5 separate regions of the Mus musculus genome follow, and regions 1, 2, 3 and 4 are each linked to region 5. The links are chromatin contacts, called in public HiChIP or PLAC-seq and promoter capture Hi-C maps. All regions are on one chromosome and are shown on one strand. Each heading gives the region's core, a stretch centred on a gene start, on an enhancer-like site or on the middle of the called end of the contact. The rest is flanking DNA. Distances are from core to core; before and after follow the strand shown.

Region 1 (3,321 bases), core at 434-2,933, 2.0 Mb after region 5:
TCCAGCTACTCCTCCACATTTCAGCTTCATAAACAGGATACTTGGCATTTCTTTGCCCATATGCAAAATGGGTGTGATAATCCCACTTCCCTCTTTCTTCCAAGAATCATTGGGTGAGATGAAATAAACAACAGGCAAAGAGTTTAGTACCACTCAGCCAGAGGTCCTTATTGCCCTCTGTCATTCTTTGGGGGGGGGGGGGGCAGTCACCATGACTTTATCGGAGGTCTGGCTTCTTACCAATTGCCCCAGTTAGTTCTCCAGGACCCAGCAAATGCACCCCCTTGTCTGTGCCCCCCTTCCCTCACATAAACACACACACGCACACACACACACACACACACACACTCCAAGTCCTGGCCTAGCCTCCTACAGCTTCCAGCTGCAGCCATCCCCGCCCCCTTCCTGGTCCTCAGCACAGAAAAGCCTTTCTTAATACTTGTTGATTGATTTGCAAATATAACCTCATAGGCCCCAAAGAGGGAAGCAACAAAATCACAAAGACAGTCAAAAATCTCTTTTAACAGGCAAAAAACTAAAAGCACTTTTAAAAAGTATTCATATGAACAGACCAAAGCCTCAAGGAAATACATCAATATGTCAAAAGGGTTAGCTCTGATGGGGTACACATTATTACTATAGTAGCTCCTGTATTCTTGGTTTGGGGTGTCGTTTTGAAGCTCTATACAGTGGAGCAGAAGGCACAACTCAAGAAACAAAATTTGGAGTGGGCTGTGACAAAGCCGAGGGCGTTCCAATCAGTTGTGGTCACCCTAGATAGTGCGGTCTGCTGGCCCCAAGCCCTGGAGGGAACTTTTTGTGTTCAGTCACGCTAGAGAGTCGGGATCACCTGCTGGCACCGGCCAGAATGCCAGTTGGGGAAGGAAGGGGTTCGGGGTCTCTTTTTGCGGCATAGACTCTCAAATCGATCCAAGCAAACGTCCCCAGGGGCAGAACACAGAACTACACAGAAACCCCGGGGCCCAGGACCCTCCCTCCTACTTGTCAGCTACAGTGCCCGCGTGCCAGGAGACACGTGCCACAGGTGGCCCCCAGGCCTGTGCCTGCACTCGTACTCCTCCGAATAGTGGGAAAAGGCGGGATGAGACCCCTGGCTCCCAAGCAACCGAAAGGAAAGGAAAAGAGGCACACAGCTCACTTGCCTGGAAAAGGCGGGAGTAAAGTCCTGAGAAGTCTCATTGCAGCCCCAAGCGGCTCCTCCGTCTTCTCTTCCCTAACTGTCTCAGGGAGCAAAGTCCGCAGGGCCGGGGCGGCGATAGTGTGGTTCCGCCCCCGCCCTCCTAGCTAGGCGCCGGGCGCCGCGACCAGGACCCTGCCGGCCCCGGAGCTCCGGCCCGCGTCGGCCCGAGGACCTGGCTGAGCCCCAGACTCCCGATCGCCGCAGACCCCCTGGTCGTCCTCAGTCCTGGATCCCAAGCGCCCTTCCCGGGTGCCCCCGCGCCTTGTCCCTACACCCTCAACTGTCTCCGCGCCCAGGTTTGGTGTCTGCTCGGCTGCAACCCAGTTCCAAGACCCCGAACGCCCAGGCTCTGGAACCTGAGCGGGGGCCCCAAACAAAGAGTGTGGCGGCGTGTGGCTGCCCCTGCCCTGCTCCCGACCCTGGTACCTGGGCGAACCCGCAGCGCGGTCCGGCGGGGCGATGGCCGAAGCGAAGCTGGGCTCCGAGCTGCTCGCGGGCGGGCCCGTCCTCCTGGCTGGCCGCCCGCGCCCGCGGCAGGGCCCCCTCGAGGCGGCTCCGGCAATCGCTACGGACCGCCCGCGCACCGGAGCCCTGCCGGTCACCTGGTCTCATCTTCCTAACAATGTCCTGCGTTTCCAGGTGCTGGACACCCGCCCCCCGCACTCACCCCCTCGGGTTCCTGACCCAAGGGATGAGCTCTTTAAAATACCCTCCCACTTCGCTGGCCTCCCTAAATACCTCGGGGGCCCCAGTATTCTATAGGCTCAACAGTTCCATGTCTACGTAAGTGCACCTGGGGAGGGAGGTTCGAGTCCCATTCCTGCAAAACCAGTTTATTGTTTCATCCAGTGTGTCTAAGTGCTGTTTCTGCCAGGAGGAAGTCCTACAATACCCTCCAGTGACTTATTATCCCGTGGGGCTCTACGTGTATCAAGCAGCAGTCTCTAAGACAGCCCAGGATGCTCCAACAGCCCCTTCAACATCCAGAATTCACCAGGCAGGAGGAGATGATGGTGCTGGGTAGAAGTCCCTTGACTTCTTAAAGTGAACCTAGCAGGAGAGAATACGGTTGAGGCTGGCAGGAACACAGGAGAAAGAAGATCTCCTGAACAGCCTTTCTCAGATGAGGACAGAGCAAGATTTCTTAAGAGATCCCCAAGATTCGGATAGCTGGGCCTCTGTGTCCATTTTCTCATTGCGATCTCCAGGGAATGATGGCATGCCATTGCATGGTCTTTCAAACACGTCTGCATAAATGAGATGGAATTTCCATCAGTTTCTAGTGGACACCAGCAGCCCTTAATATCTCTGATTCCACTCCGGGAAAACACTCCAGGTAGCTTTAAAAGAGGGTAGAAATTGTATCTATCTGCTCGGTGCAGCCACTGTCTGAGGTTACCAAAACCTGTTCAATTCTTGCCATATTGTGCCTTCAAGAAAAAGCCAGGCTTGCCAGGAATGGTGGAGAAGCTGAGCTAGGAAAGTAATATCTGGTGGATCTGTTTACAGCGCAGCCTTCACAAACACTGAGGTGAGGCCCTGGATCCTAGGCCAGGCTAGAGGCCGGGCCACACCCTGTTTCCTCTCCCCCAGGTTTGGGAAGGCTATGCCTATCTCTGAGAAATGGAGACATTGGGAGAAGGAGATGTTGCCTGAGGCAAAAGCTTCCCCAGGCCCTGAGCCCCAGGCCCTAAGGAATGAAACAAGCATTTCCCTAGCCTCTGGGAGTCCCACGGGTCATGGGTGAGGAACAGGATGCTTGTAAAGGAGCCTTTAGAGGGGATAGGGAGGAGGTCACAGTCATTCTGCTAGAAAGGGGGACAAGGCAGGAACTGTTCCTTTGCCTTTGACCTGGTAAGAAAACACCCCCAAAATCTTAACTTGACATAGGTAAACCAAGTGGTGGGGATCAGAGCACTGTAAGGTGAGGATCCAAGACTATCCAGATTCCGTGCTGTTCTCTCAGATGTTTACCAACAGCCTACTCACTCCAGCCCTCCAGTCACTGGGTTGCCTTGCTTGGTCCCAGCTGCCCGAGGGACTGCAAGAATTTCCACAAGGTGTTCCAATCACCCTCCTTAAGAGCTAATGTGGGAAAGTACTTGATAGCTCAGAATAAG
Region 2 (3,294 bases), core at 505-3,004, 2.0 Mb after region 5:
CTGGGGAGTTTGTATGTGTTGGTGTCACAGCTGTACAATGAATGGCCAAGTCTGGAGCAGTATCGTAGACTTAGGGGTTACGTTCAGAACTGGAAATGGTAGCCTTGGCTCGGGGTCCCTCGTATCAACCCCCACTATCCCTGTCTCCCTGAGACCCCCTCCCATCCACTCATCTCTTCTACCATCCTCAGCCATCAGCCTGAAGGCTTTCTCTTTTTCCAGTGCATAGAACCCATCCATCAACAAGCCCTGCAGAGTAAGAGCTCAGCCAGGCTCTTCATCTCCTCGCCCATCCTGTAGTCCACAGCTACCCTGACCTCTGACCTTTCTGCATTCAAAGCCAGCCAGGTGGAGCTTCTGCTGGGGAGATTCAGGAAGGACACACAACCCAGCAAAACCGCTCCCACACCTAATCAGGTTTTGTAAAAAGCCATGGGCCCCTCGGGCTAACTTAATCTTATCCCAACCCCCCAGAACAGTGATCAGATCAGTTGGGTCTCTTCCCTATCAACTGTGCGTCTTTCCTATCAACTGGGTTTTTCTACTCTCTTTCAAATTTCTGCCAAAATGTACCTCCTCCAGGAAGCCTTCCCTTATACCCTATAGAAAACAGCCCCGGCCGTTAAGTACTTCATTATCTTTGTCATGTGTCAGTGTCCTTATCACCACAATGAAGTTCTGTGGTGCAGGGAAGTCACCAGGACTCCATCCATTAGAACAGGGTTAGGGTGTGCAGCAAGGAACAAATGGTACTACTGATGGTCCTGACACGGAGAGCCCTTCTTCTCAGGCTTCTTCTGATCAGAGCATCTGCAGTCTGAGCTCTACCAGGGCCCTGTCTATCCCCACCCCCCAGTCCAAGGCCAGACAATGAGAGCGGCACCAGACTATTTGCTAAATGGACCAGATATGGGGGTAGGGAAATATGAACAGAGACATCACTGTGCCTATAGCAGAAACGGCTACAGTACTCACAGCTGCAAAAAAAGGAACAGAGTGGTTAACTGCAGTGCCTGCTGCAGAAGTCAAATACAGACACAAGAGGGTAGGCAGCCAGGCCATTGAGACTCTCTGTCCCACGATAAGAAGATGTGGACCCTGAGGAGAGGTTTAGTCACATGTCTACAGCAGTCTCTTACAGCCTGTGGAGTCGATACATCTAACACTATGCAGCCTGTAAAGAGAATAATGAGAGGCTGGAGATGTCACTCGATGGTACAGCATTTGCCCAGCGTGTGAATGCCCCCAGTATAATCAGAAATCAATGACAGTAGCAATGATATATCTACTTTCACCAGCATGGGGAACACTCAGTGGTTCGACAAGGTACACAAAACACGAGAGACGGAAGTCATTCCCAGTGTTAGACCTGACACTGAGGGAATGACTTCCATCTCTCCTGAGGGTCACACTACTTGGGCAAAGACGGTCCTTTGCTGTGGAGGGCTAAGATGGTTCCCTCCAGGTCTGAACCTGACAAGCAGCCCTGACTCACTGGAGCTGCACAGGAGCCCATGCTCATGGAGGCCTGTGGGTGACAACCATTCTCAGACCTGCTGAAGTGTTAGGACCTCTTTCCCTAGGGACAGGTGTCTCCAGGAAACCTCTTCAAAGTAGTCGCCCATCAAGGGTCTATCCCACAGCACGCAGAACCTCCCAGCACCGGAGTCCCTGGAGGACAGCGGACCTATGCTTACATCTGCTGGACTCCAGAACAGAGCCCGCCTCAGGCTCCTCCCTTTCTGATAAGCGATAAGGGAGATGCTTCACTGACAAAGAGAAAGCAGTGGAGATAAAGCAGGTAATTGGGCTAGAGCTGTGTAGTAGAGCTTTTGTCAAGGGTGCCTCTGCAGTTTATCTAGGAGTACAGATATGGTGACTTCAGAAGGAAACACAAACACCAAGGTCATCGACAAGGACTGGCCCCAGAGGACTGGACAGAGTGCTTACTTCAGAGATAGGCAGCAGAGCCCTTTGTGGGACAGGACCGTCAAGCAGCTTTCCTAGGACCCTGTGGCTAGCAGAAGGACCAAGCCTGTGGTCTCAACAAGCAGAGGCATCATGGAAGGAAGGGCCAGATGCTGCTGAAATATAACTCAAAAAAAAAAAAAAAAAAACCTAACAAGTTTCTTTCTGGCTACCCCATCTGTGAGCAACAGACTGGAAGGAAGGCAGGGGGTGGGGGATGGGCAACAAAAACCTGACCAATCTGGGGACATAGCCAATAGACAAGACTGTTGGTGGCTCCGTACCAGGAAGTGGCCAGAGCCAGTCATCTACCAGAGTTGGGGATAATGGTGGGGAAAAGGTGTCCTGGGTGGTGGCTGGACCTTCCTGGGCATACAGAGATAGAAGCCCACCAAGGCTTAGGGCTGGATTGTACAGTTCGCTCTTGCTCTAGCAACAGGTGTTTCCTGAGCAGAGGAGAAAGAAATCACAACTAGGTATAACCTTGGGATGTGAAGGTCAGAGAGCAAGTGACAAGAGGAACAGACCTGGGAACTCCAGCAAAGCCAACAGAGGAAGGGGCAGCCAGTGTCCAATCAACAGGCAGGGAGACAAAGCAGAAACAGCACTACAATCTAGACGGAGAGCTGGCAGGTGTTCAAGTCACTGGCCTTGCTCTCTACGAGGCCTCCCAACCATCGAAGAGTCTGGAGGTGAGCAAACACCATGGAGAAAGGAGATCCAGCAACAGGGATAGTTGAGTCAACAGACTGCAACTGAGTTTTACACACGCTCACGCGCACGCGCGCGCGCGCGCGCGCGCACACACACACACACACACACACACACACACAGAATGAGGTGAGTAGAAGGGAGGAAGGAGCAAGACCGTGGCAGATACAGCACACAACCACTAGTCTTGGATTCTCCCCAGACTGTGGAACAACAAGGAAGGATTTCTTCCTCCTAAGACTTTTGGAGAAAAAAAAAAACTTCAAATGGTACACACCCACCCACCGCAAAGCAAGGGCACCCTGCACTATACATCTGTGAAGAAACAGTGGGTCCAGCAGGGACATGGAAGCAGCTTCCGGCCTTTGCCTCCTACCGACGCAGTCACAAAAGGATGTTTTCATAAGGAGCCACTGGTGTAGACTCCAGAGTTTTGCTACCTACAAACGTTTACTTGTATGGACCCCGACCTATCACATTCCTCTGACGGACTTAGTTCATTTCACCAATAGTTATTTTCCCCCGAGGGTATTTTGGCTGCAAGACAGATTCTAATGAAACAACAGGGATTTGGCAAATAAAAAAGATTCGTAAGGACAGGCTTGTCATAACCCT
Region 3 (3,282 bases), core at 232-2,731, 2.1 Mb after region 5:
TATTTTCACCTTCTGAGTTGAGTGCTAAAACTGACAACCATTAAAGTGTTATCTGGGTCTGTCCTGGTCAGGGTGCTAGACACAGACTAGAAATCCCGTGACTCCAACAAACACTCAGGGTCCTCACATTTAAGGGGTCCTTCTTAATGCCCTCCTCAGTATTGTTGTGTGGGGTTCAGTACACTGGTGCTGGGCATGGACCTTACATAATATGGCACCTTAATCAAACTTGGATGCCATCTGGGGATGTGCCTGGCTTCTGAATGGCTTGAATGTGAAAAGAGAGTATATCTTCGAACTCTAAGAAATACTCAAGGCGTGAGGTCCCCGTTTACTCAGCGCACATTCTCTGGAAGAATAAGCTACAGTAGAATTCAACGCTGACTTATACCTCCATTGTTGCACCTTCCTTCAAAGGTGGGCCTTAATTTACTGTCCTGTCAATTGAGTTTGGGCTGGATTCATTGATGAAGAACACTGCCTGGCAGGGGTAGTGGTGTGTGGCTTTGGAGACTGGGTCCAAAGAAGGATTGGTGGCTCTAGGCCTACATGGCTGACATTGGGGAACAACACCTATACAGTACATCAAGGGTTAGCTTCCTGGAGTAGCCTATGTGGGAAGAAACTGAGGTCTTTAGTCAAAAGCCTGTGAGTGAACCTGAAGTCAGAACTCCAGTGCTGGAGGAGCCTTCCTGTGATGCAGCCCCTGCAGGCAGCCTCCAGAGAAGACATGAGCCAGGACTAGACAGCCAGACTCCATCTGCATTCCCATCCACAGGAGGCAGGCTATATAGTGGTCATATGGTGCTGTGCTAGTCTCCATGAGCACTCTCAGACAGACACACAGGGCCAGGTAAACCCCAAACTTGCTTTTTACAGACACTGCCCTCTTACATTAATACCCAGGAGACTAAGAAATTTGGGGTGACCCTTGGAAAAGGGGATCCTGAAAGGTATCGATGTGAGCAGAGGCAGAACCTGAGGATCTAGTCTAGCCTAGTCACTGAGTACAGTTGCAACGCTTTGAACAACTCTGGTCTTGCAGAACAAGTTACTGCATTCCTGTGTGAACCCAGTTGCTGACCTTCGGGGAAGGTGAACTCATTGGAAGGGTGAATAAACAGTTCAAGGCGATTGATGCCCCACGAGGACTGCATGGAGTGCATACTGGGATGGGGCCTGGGGCAGTGCAGACTGGAATCCTACAGGACTAAGGACTAGGGGAGCCTCCATGTCTGCTGCTAGCTCCTTGGGTTGGGCAGAGAACCAGAAGAGGACTGTCCGGGTGTGTCAGTAGTGGTGGGCTGCAGAGAGGTTGTTGGGTTAGGAAGGGTGCTTCGTGCCTGGGCAATGGGCAGCCACAGAAAAGTCTAAAGGACATGGTGGTTTTAAGAAGCCGATGGAGTGGGGCAAGGTGTGGGTGAGAAGCTTCTGAGGGAAGTGGGAGGTTGAAGGAGGGAACCAAAACCATGCTCAGCGCCATAGAAAGTGATAGAGAAACCGAGCAGGTTCCCATTTCGGGGTCATGTGAAAATCCCTGCTGCGTGAGTCAGGGGTCTCTGCTAAAAATACTTGTTACCCTACACATCTTCACCCTTCCAGACAGCGTCTCAGCCATAAGGAGGCAAGCTCACTGCCAAAGGCTTGGTTTGCACTGGACCTGGTCGGGGATTGTCACCAGAAACTTTTAGGGCTTGGCCTATTTGCTCACTTCATAGCTGAGAACACAGAGGAGTGGTTAGAAAAGGTTCGGGGCACAGTGGCTACAGGGACGCTGAAGCTAGGTCTGCCTGGCTCCAGAGCAGGAGGCTGTCAAATGCTCCAGGTCAGCCTGTAGCTGGAGGTGATCCTCCTGCCTCAGCCTCCTGGTGTTTGGATTACACACGTGTGCCACAAAGCCACGTTTAAACATATAAGGCTGTTCTCCAATTCTGTGAGGGAAGAATCGAATGGGTGGACGTACTTGGGAATCCACACAGCCGCTAAACAAAATCGTGGTCCCACCGCAGCCTCTAACCTTCAGACTGTCCCGCCCCAGGCTCTGCCTCCTTCAACCACAGCCTCAAACCTTCAGACTGTCCACCCCCAGGCTCTGCCTCCTCCAGAAAGTAAAAAGGAGCCTGCTGTTTCTTGTGTTTGTAACAGCCTTAACGTCTCTTTCTGTTTTTTTAAGGAACATCAACAACCCACAAAAAGGAAGAGGGGGAGGGGCAAAGGCAGGAAGGGGAAGAGTAAGATATCCATCAATGTCTTTCTCCTCTAATTTTGGGTCAGTGCTATCTCAGTCAGGGTCACCATTGCTGTGATGAGACACTCTGGTCAAAAGCCACTTGGGGAGGAAAGTAATTTTTTGGCTTACACATCCTGAATCATAGACCATTGAGGGAAGCCGAGGCAGGAACTTAAACTTGGAGGGAACCTGGAGGCAGGAGTTGATGCAGAGGCCATGGAAGAGACTGCTTGAAAGCTGCTTTTTTACAGAACCTGGGACCACCAGCTCAGGGGTGTTTCCACACTCATGGGCTGGGGGCCTTTCCCATCTATCACTAGCATCACCATTCCTTTCACTAATTAAGAAAATGCCCGCCGGGCAGTGGTGGCACATGCCTTTAGTCCCAGCACTTGGGAGGCAGAGGCAGGCAGATTTCTGAGTTCGAGGCCAGCCTGGTCTACAAAGTGAGTTCCAGGACAGCCAGGGCTATACAGAGAAACCCTGTCTCAAAAAACCAAAAAAAAAAAAAAAGAAAATGCCCTATAGCCTGATATGGAGGCATTTTCTAAGTTAAGGCTCCTGCTTTTCAGTTTGTGTCAAATTGACATAAAAATTAGCCAGGACAAATGCATAAGGCTTGATGTTAGAGACATGCCTGGAGCTTCACTGTCTAACTGTCACTGTGCGAAATTGGAATTTCATCTCTCCGTCTTAGAGGTCCACCCCCCTCCCCCAACGCGAGGCAGACAATACTGCCATCTCCCCAAGGAATGTGAAAAGCTTGTACCAGTCCTGGGCCATCACAGCCGCTCCATCCAGAACCAATATTAACATTCTTGTTACAGCTACCATCAACTCTGAAGTTTCTTGTCTTTCAGGCTTACTCAGAGAAGATCGTGGGATCAGAGAGTAAGATATGGTGTGGCCAGAGGGGACTGGCATTAAAATAGTGAATGAGAATGCTCGATGTAGAAGAGGTGAAGGGCAAGCCTTACTGGAGCCTGCCCAGAAAGGATTCCAGCTTAGCAGCTGAGCATGGAGGGGGAGCAACTGCTGCTGGGAAGGGTGGT
Region 4 (3,083 bases), core at 446-2,945, 2.0 Mb before region 5:
AACTGACTTTACCATACCTCACAGCCTGGAGCAAATTTCAAGAACTTGTCACAACCTACAGTACACCTTCCAGGTCCACAACCCTGGTCTCAAATGACTGTAACACACCCTGCTACCCTCCACTTTACTGGAAACCTGAGCCAGATGGTTTAGAAGTAACTACAATGTTGGCATGTTAGAAAGCACCTTTAGGACCCCTCTGTGGGCCAGAAGCAGACTTCAGGCCTCACTTCCTTTATTTTCCTCTAGGTTTTTGGACATACGTTCAGCTATACAACATTTAATTTGATAAAATGTGTTCTGATGCCTTGTGAACAAATTCATTATGCTGCTCACAGTTACCTAAAAAGTAAAAATGGTAGGGGTGAAATATGTCTTCATAGGCAATCACTCTAACCTTCTAGAAGCTTCCAAATTTAGTTTAATAACATATTGCATAGTGTTTACCCACAACGGTGTCATTCTGTAAACTCTTCTACTCAGTCAAGCATGGAAAAGAAGTCTTTCACTGGCCATCAACGCATGTTATTTGGTTTCCAAGTAAAAAACACAGAAACATTGCAGAATCTCAAAGAAGGCCTCCTTCACATCCCCACAAACAAGATCATTTTGATACAGAACCATCTACCATTCAATCGTAACTTCTGACGGCTCACTGTTCACAAGAGGAACGAGGCTGAGCCTCCACTACAAGAACACATGCACTTTTAATACAAAAAAAAAAAAAAAAAAGACCCTAAATGTCAAAAAGCCAAGTGGATGTCAAGATAGTAAGAAGAATAAAAACGTAAACTTCATTCTGACAATGACTGAACATTAATATCTAACAGAAACCTGTGTGTAAAACTCACAAGTGAGATGATCTGACTCCTGGTGGCCTAACAGAGTGTGCAAACTCTACTTCCAATTTTTGAAATAAGTTTTCTGGCCCCAACAATACCATCTTGGGTCATGAAATGCAATACATCCAGTACAATTTCAACCCAAGAAATAATACTGATCTTTTGCAGAGCTACTTGAGCAGTGTTCCCCGAGCTCCTCCAACCACCCCTGGACCTTCGTTCCCCTTCAAGCACTACCAGGTCAGGAGGATGCCCTGCTGCAGTTAGGCTGAGGCCCGCACAGCTCGCCCGTGGTTTCCAACAGCACGACCTCCGGCCTCTCGCCACTAAGGACTCCCACGGTCTCGACCAGGGCCTCGGGCCACACGCTCACCTCCCGGAGGCCCGGGAGCGTTTTCCAGGGCGCCCCAGCCGCAGCTCCCAACACTCCGAGTGTTACCCACCGCCAGGTTCAGGATGGCCGCCGAGCTCGGCGACCCCGCCTCCCCCGACTCGCCCGACCGGGCCTCGGTGCTCCATTCTGAGAGCTTGCCCCGGGAGGCCGCGGCCAACCCAGCCCTCGGCCCGCCGCCGCCTCCCCGGCCGGTGACAGCCGCCGCACTCGGCCCAGGTCCGCCCCTCCTCCAGCACCTCCTCGCCACCAGAGCCGGAGGGTGGGCTTCTTACCAGGCGGCAGGACATGGCGAGGCCCGCCACCGCAGGGCCTCCTCCGCCACCCCAGGAGGCTGCCAGCCAGGGTCGGCGGGGGCCAGCGCCTGGGCCGCTGGAGCGTCTCCGCCGGCTGCTCCGCCGCCGCCGCCGCCGCTGCCGCCGCCGCCTTCTCACAACCACAACAACATGGCGGCAGCGGCCACACAGAGCGCGCTCCCGAGACCGATCGGAGCTGAGAGCGGGGGCGCGCGCGCACGCTCCGGCGCGCTGTCCGCTGTGGGATGGGGGGCGGGGGGGAAGACTGGCCGTCACGGGATGGGCGAGGGCGGGGCCTGGCTCGTTGGTCACGCCCCAGGATGTGGGCGGGGCTGCAAGTCACCAGACTGTGGCTGCAGAGAAGCGTCAGGAGGAAGAAAAGAAAAATGAGAAGTGAATAAATAAACCGTTACGAATTAAGAAAAAGAAAAACAAGGTTTAGAAAGATTTTTCAGGCTTCTTTTCCAACTTAATGGACCAAGACAGCACTTCAGCTTACTCTACTTTCTATTAAAACTAAGAACAGTAGTGATATTATATCCCCAGCAAGTATAGTCAATATAAAACTAACTTAATACCGTGCATGTAAATATAGTGTGCTATAAGTTATGCCCAGAATACAAGTTCAAACTGCCTCAACGCCAGCTCCTAATAAAAAAAACCTCAGTGCTCAAAGAAAAGCAAGGGGGAAAAGAATCCCTACTTTGACTGGCCTCCAGAAGAGCCCCATAGTCTAACACTGTAATACCTTATTTTAGGTCAGCAGTCCTCGGGGTCTCAAATATCCTGAACCTCAGATATTTACATTATGATTCATGGTAGTAGAAAATTACAGTTATAAATTAGCGAGGAAAGTAAGTTGGGAGTCAGCATACGTGAGGAACTATATTAAAGTCACAGCGTTTAAAGGTTGAGATCTACTGGCTTAGGTCCTAACAAATCCTCAAAGATATTTCACTTCCTTAGATGAATTTTAACATGACCTTGATTTTTTATCAGAAGACAAGTAAATGAAATTTATCCCTGTATTTGTTAAATTGTTTATCTCCCCCCCCCCATTATTTGTTTCTTTGTATTCAACATTATTGCCTCTCTGCCCCCACTGGAGTTTAAGAATAATTAGAAAAAAAGGATGCTGTCTTATTTGTCATTATGTCTCCAGAACCTAAAATTGCACAACACAATAGCCAGACAAATCTCCTAATTATGGAAGAGCAAGTGTTTATATTTATCTAGTTGAATCTTCATAAATGGTCAGGCCTATCTTTATTTTACAAACAAAAAAAAAGTAAAACCCAGAATAAGTTGAATTTAACTTAAACTTCAAACCCAGGCCCAGATAACAACACAAACTGTCCTATTACTCTCTGGGCTACCCACCACATCACAGAATCTCAAGGAAGGTCAAGGAAGGCACTACATCACAGATCAGTTAGCAAAGACTTCCCACCGCCCTCCAAGGACCTGTCTTCCTCCTCTTCAATGCAGCTGATTGTGTCTCCGTTTTCACCTTCACTAGAAAAGCACAGGCTAAATTGGAAGTACAATGATTGC
Region 5 (3,124 bases), core at 552-3,051:
GTAGGTGACTCCGAAGTCCTGAAAAGAAAACGGAGTATTACAGGACACCATGACAACGGCAGGAAGACCCAGCGATTCTAAACAACTGCCCTCAATCATTACAGCCATTACATATGAGACAGCACTTTCTGAAGCATAAGTCTCGGGAGCTTCTGCTTCAGGAGAGAGTGGTCAGATAGCACAGCTCGGCATTCAGCCCCGGACGCACCAGGCCTGGTTGTACTTTCAAACTCTCCAGGTCCTCCTCAATGCTTCCTTCATGCAAATCTGGGCACGTTTCTAATTTTAAAGGAATCCAGGATCAAAAAATTATTGGCTTAAATATTCTAAGTCGAACGATTCTTCCAGATAACCAAAATTCAGTCCCTAGCATCCTCATTGAGGGACTCACAACTGCCTGTAACTCCAGCTCCAGGGACCTGACTCTCTCCCGGGCTGTGTGCCTGCATGTGTCCCCGTGTTCACTTATATACATAGAAAGAAACAAGACTACAATTACTTTACATAGCTAAGGATGACCTTGAACTTCTCTATTCCTCTTGCGGCCACCTCCCAAGTGCTAACATTAAAGATAGCCAATCACTCCTGGTTTATTCAGTGCCGAAGATCAAATCTAGGCCTTTATGTGAGCTAGACAAGCAGTTCCAACTGAGTCACACCCCAGAACCCTTAAAGCAAAACTCACAAATTGAATCGATCACCGCAAACAAGCCCTAACACCACCCAGAGTCACCACCTTGCCAATCTTAATCCAACCCCTACAATACAGGCTCTGTTCCAACTACACTTCACACTTTTATCTCACAATGCAAAACTGGCTACTGCGTTCTCTGCCAATCACAGGGCACGGCATTGCCTTTTTCTAAGTCCTGCAAAATGTTACCTTTTTCGAGAACACGCTACATAACCACATGACGTTTCTTTCGGCAAGTCTGCCAGTCTTGTTCCCTAAGGTGAGATAGAACCAAATGAGACAAGTTACTGGACTTTGCTTCAACTAAAGGAGAAAACACCTCAATTTTTTCTGCTTCCGGGATTCGGGTATATAGCTAGCTTAATTTTACTGTTATGTGAACACATTACTGCAGCTGTAAAAAGATTAGCTTAATTATACTTACACGGAAATAAAATATGGTTCAGAAGGGGGACATCTGCCCAAACCCAATATCCATCACTTACTGAACCCAGACAGTAAAGAAGCGCTGGAGAGCCGGGCGTGGTGGTGCACGCCTTTAATCCCAGCACTTTGGAGGCAGAGGCAGGTGGATTTCTGAGTTCGAGGCCAGCCTGGTCTACAGAGTGAGTTCCAGGACAGCCAGGGCTACACAGAGAAACCCTGTCTCAAAAAACCAAAAAAAAAAAAAAAAAAAAAAAAAAAAAGCACTGGCAAACTACCGATTTTCAAGACCTGCGACTAAGTAAATATCGACCCTGAAACCTAAAATGCAGAAACACGAAAAGTGACTGGCAGGGGACGCCAAGGGTCACTGCGGGCAGCGGAGCTTCCCGGGATAGGCCTCGTGTCTACCGCGGGCCGAGGAGCGCGTGCGCAATCGCAGCCCGGAACCGAATTTGCAACCGAACAGCGCCCTTGGGGCACGGTGTCGAGAGTCCCTTTCCTGGCTCCCCCCACAACAGCCCCGCCGGTCCTTACTAACTGCTGCCCTTCCCAGCCACGCTTCCCGTCTCGGATACCCACGTTCAGAAACCCGGTCTCTCCAGGACGCCAGACTGCGGCGGCGATCACCCTCACTGACCTCCATCAGCCTACGGCCTCCACGCGGCCTGGCGCGCTCACTGACGTCACTGGCGCGCCGCCGGAAGCTAGGTGGCCCAGTGCTCCCGGACGGAGGCCACGCCCTCCGCCCCTTCCGCAGTCGCCATCTTTGTTGCGCTCAGGCTTCCGGTACTGGGAAGTGTAGTGAGATCCTGGTCGTGGGAAACGTAGACGGGAAGGAGAGGGTGAATTCTACACGGCAGGGCACGTCGGGCCAGAGTCTCCTACTTGTGCGGAGTTTGGGTAGCGACTCTGATGTCAGCCCGTTCTGCCCCACTCCCTTGGGCCTTTCACAGGTCCTGTAGGAGAGGCGTGAGTTGGGACCGCCGTGTTGACTTTGGGGTTCGGGGCGGGAAGGCATTGCCAGGTGTCGGGTAATTACAGAGAAGCGAGTTGTAGCTCCAGCTGAAGGTCTTTTCGGAAATGCAAGCAGTTTGTCTAGATTAAACAAGTAAAGGACATACCGTATACAACGGCACACCGATAAATTGCTGTAATCTCAGTAATGGAGGCAGGAGGCCGAGGGCTAGCCTGTACTACTGTGGAGGCCCTGCATCAAGAAGCAGAATAGCCGGGCGTGGTGGCACACACCTTAAAACCCCAGCCAGGAGACAGGAAAAAGGATCTTTGAGGTCGTGGCTAGCTTGGTCTACATACCAAGTTTAGGACAGCCGGGACGACCTGGAGAAGGCCCTGCCTTAGCGCACGGCAGGACTGAGGAGATAGTACAAAATGCTGGGTAGGATGGTTGGGAGGTGAGTTTTCCCAGTAATCCCAGTGCTAGGAAACCACAGACGGCATCTCTGGGACAAAGGTGTATGTGTGCATGAAGAGATCACAGGAAAACTTGGGGAAATTTGTTTCTTCCAATCATGTGGGATCTGGGAATTGAACTCACAGTCAAGTGGCCCCTAAACTAACTGTCTGTTTTCCTAGACAGCGTTTCTCCTTGTAGCCTTGGCTGTTTTGGAACTCGCTGTGTAGACCAGGCTGGTCTTGAACTCACAGAGATCCCCCTCCTTCTGCCTCTGGAGTGCAGGACAAAAGACATGCCCCACCCCCACCCCCAGGTCCCCACTAAGTTATCCTGCTGGCCCTAATTTTGTAGAAAGGAAAATTTAACTTAAAATTTTCCTTGAAAAATCTTTATGTTTGTAAGAGTGTATTACTTCTCTCCTTTGTGGCTAAAATCAAGCGTAAACGCTGGTTCTTGTTAATAAAAGATTGCTGAATTATCCAGGGAAGCTTCTCTTGCTTTAGCCTTACAGTAGCTAGCATTATATTGCCACACTAGCTTTACCTTGGTGGTTCTTGTTTAAGAGTCTCATGCTGAATTCAAAATTTAGC

What was found. HiChIP or PLAC-seq counts read pairs in DNA pulled down with a chosen protein or histone mark. Capture Hi-C pulls out chosen DNA fragments and counts their contacts.
Region 1: a contact with region 5 is called in an H3K4me3 HiChIP or PLAC-seq map of stem cell-derived neural progenitor cells, with 7 times the contacts expected there. The contact joins the promoter of Tns3 here to the promoter of Tbrg4 in region 5. A contact is called at or near these places in 11 of 39 promoter capture datasets (the C10 cell line, cranial neural crest, hematopoietic stem and progenitor cells and 7 more) and 5 of 115 datasets of contacts at active chromatin or transcription factors (differentiating embryonic stem cells, embryonic stem cells, extraembryonic endoderm stem cells and 2 more).
Region 2: an H3K27ac HiChIP or PLAC-seq map of large pre-B cells shows a contact between it and region 5, with 7 times the contacts expected there. The contact joins the enhancer-like site here to the promoter of Tbrg4 in region 5. A contact is called at or near these places in 4 of 39 promoter capture datasets (the 3T3-L1 cell line, liver and stem cell-derived epiblast-like cells) and 6 of 115 datasets of contacts at active chromatin or transcription factors (differentiating embryonic stem cells, embryonic forebrain, embryonic stem cells and 2 more).
Region 3: a contact with region 5 is called in an H3K4me3 HiChIP or PLAC-seq map of bone marrow-derived macrophages, with 6 times the contacts expected there. The contact joins the enhancer-like site here to the promoter of Tbrg4 in region 5. A contact is called at or near these places in 3 of 39 promoter capture datasets (cranial neural crest, embryonic stem cells and second pharyngeal arch cranial neural crest) and 4 of 115 datasets of contacts at active chromatin or transcription factors (bone marrow-derived macrophages, embryonic stem cells, large pre-B cells and 1 more).
Region 4: a promoter capture Hi-C map of adipose tissue shows a contact between it and region 5, with 2.5 times the contacts expected there. The contact joins the promoter of Mtmr3 here to the promoter of Tbrg4 in region 5. A contact is called at or near these places in 2 of 39 promoter capture datasets (cranial neural crest and pre-B cells) and 1 of 9 other capture datasets (adipose tissue).

The regions. Positions count from the first base shown.
Region 1 is chr11:8,662,852-8,666,172 of GRCm38.p6, forward strand. It overlaps Tns3 (tensin 3), which reads right to left and starts at 1,684. Exons shown (of 31, transcript NM_001083587.1): 1 at 1,628-1,684.
Region 2 is chr11:8,637,322-8,640,615 of GRCm38.p6, forward strand. The region is part of intron 1 of Tns3 (tensin 3); the gene reads right to left. Among named protein-coding and RNA genes, the nearest start is that of Tns3, 26 kb to the right of the region's middle. Within about 2 kb of position 1,755, at least 35 of the 459 cell types and tissues checked have an H3K27ac peak or open chromatin away from gene starts, as enhancers often do.
Region 3 is chr11:8,687,575-8,690,856 of GRCm38.p6, forward strand. No RefSeq gene overlaps it. Among named protein-coding and RNA genes, the nearest start is that of Tns3, 25 kb to the left of the region's middle. Within about 2 kb of position 1,482, at least 83 of the 459 cell types and tissues checked have an H3K27ac peak or open chromatin away from gene starts, as enhancers often do. A contact at or near this core is called in bone marrow-derived macrophages, where this site is marked.
Region 4 is chr11:4,593,095-4,596,177 of GRCm38.p6, forward strand. It overlaps Mtmr3 (myotubularin related protein 3), which reads right to left and starts at 1,696. Exons shown (of 19, transcript NM_001373897.1): 1 at 1,509-1,696.
Region 5 is chr11:6,624,266-6,627,389 of GRCm38.p6, forward strand. It overlaps Tbrg4 (transforming growth factor beta regulated gene 4), which reads right to left and starts at 1,802. Exons shown (of 12, transcript NM_134011.3): 1 at 1,700-1,802; 2 at 884-948; 3 at 1-18.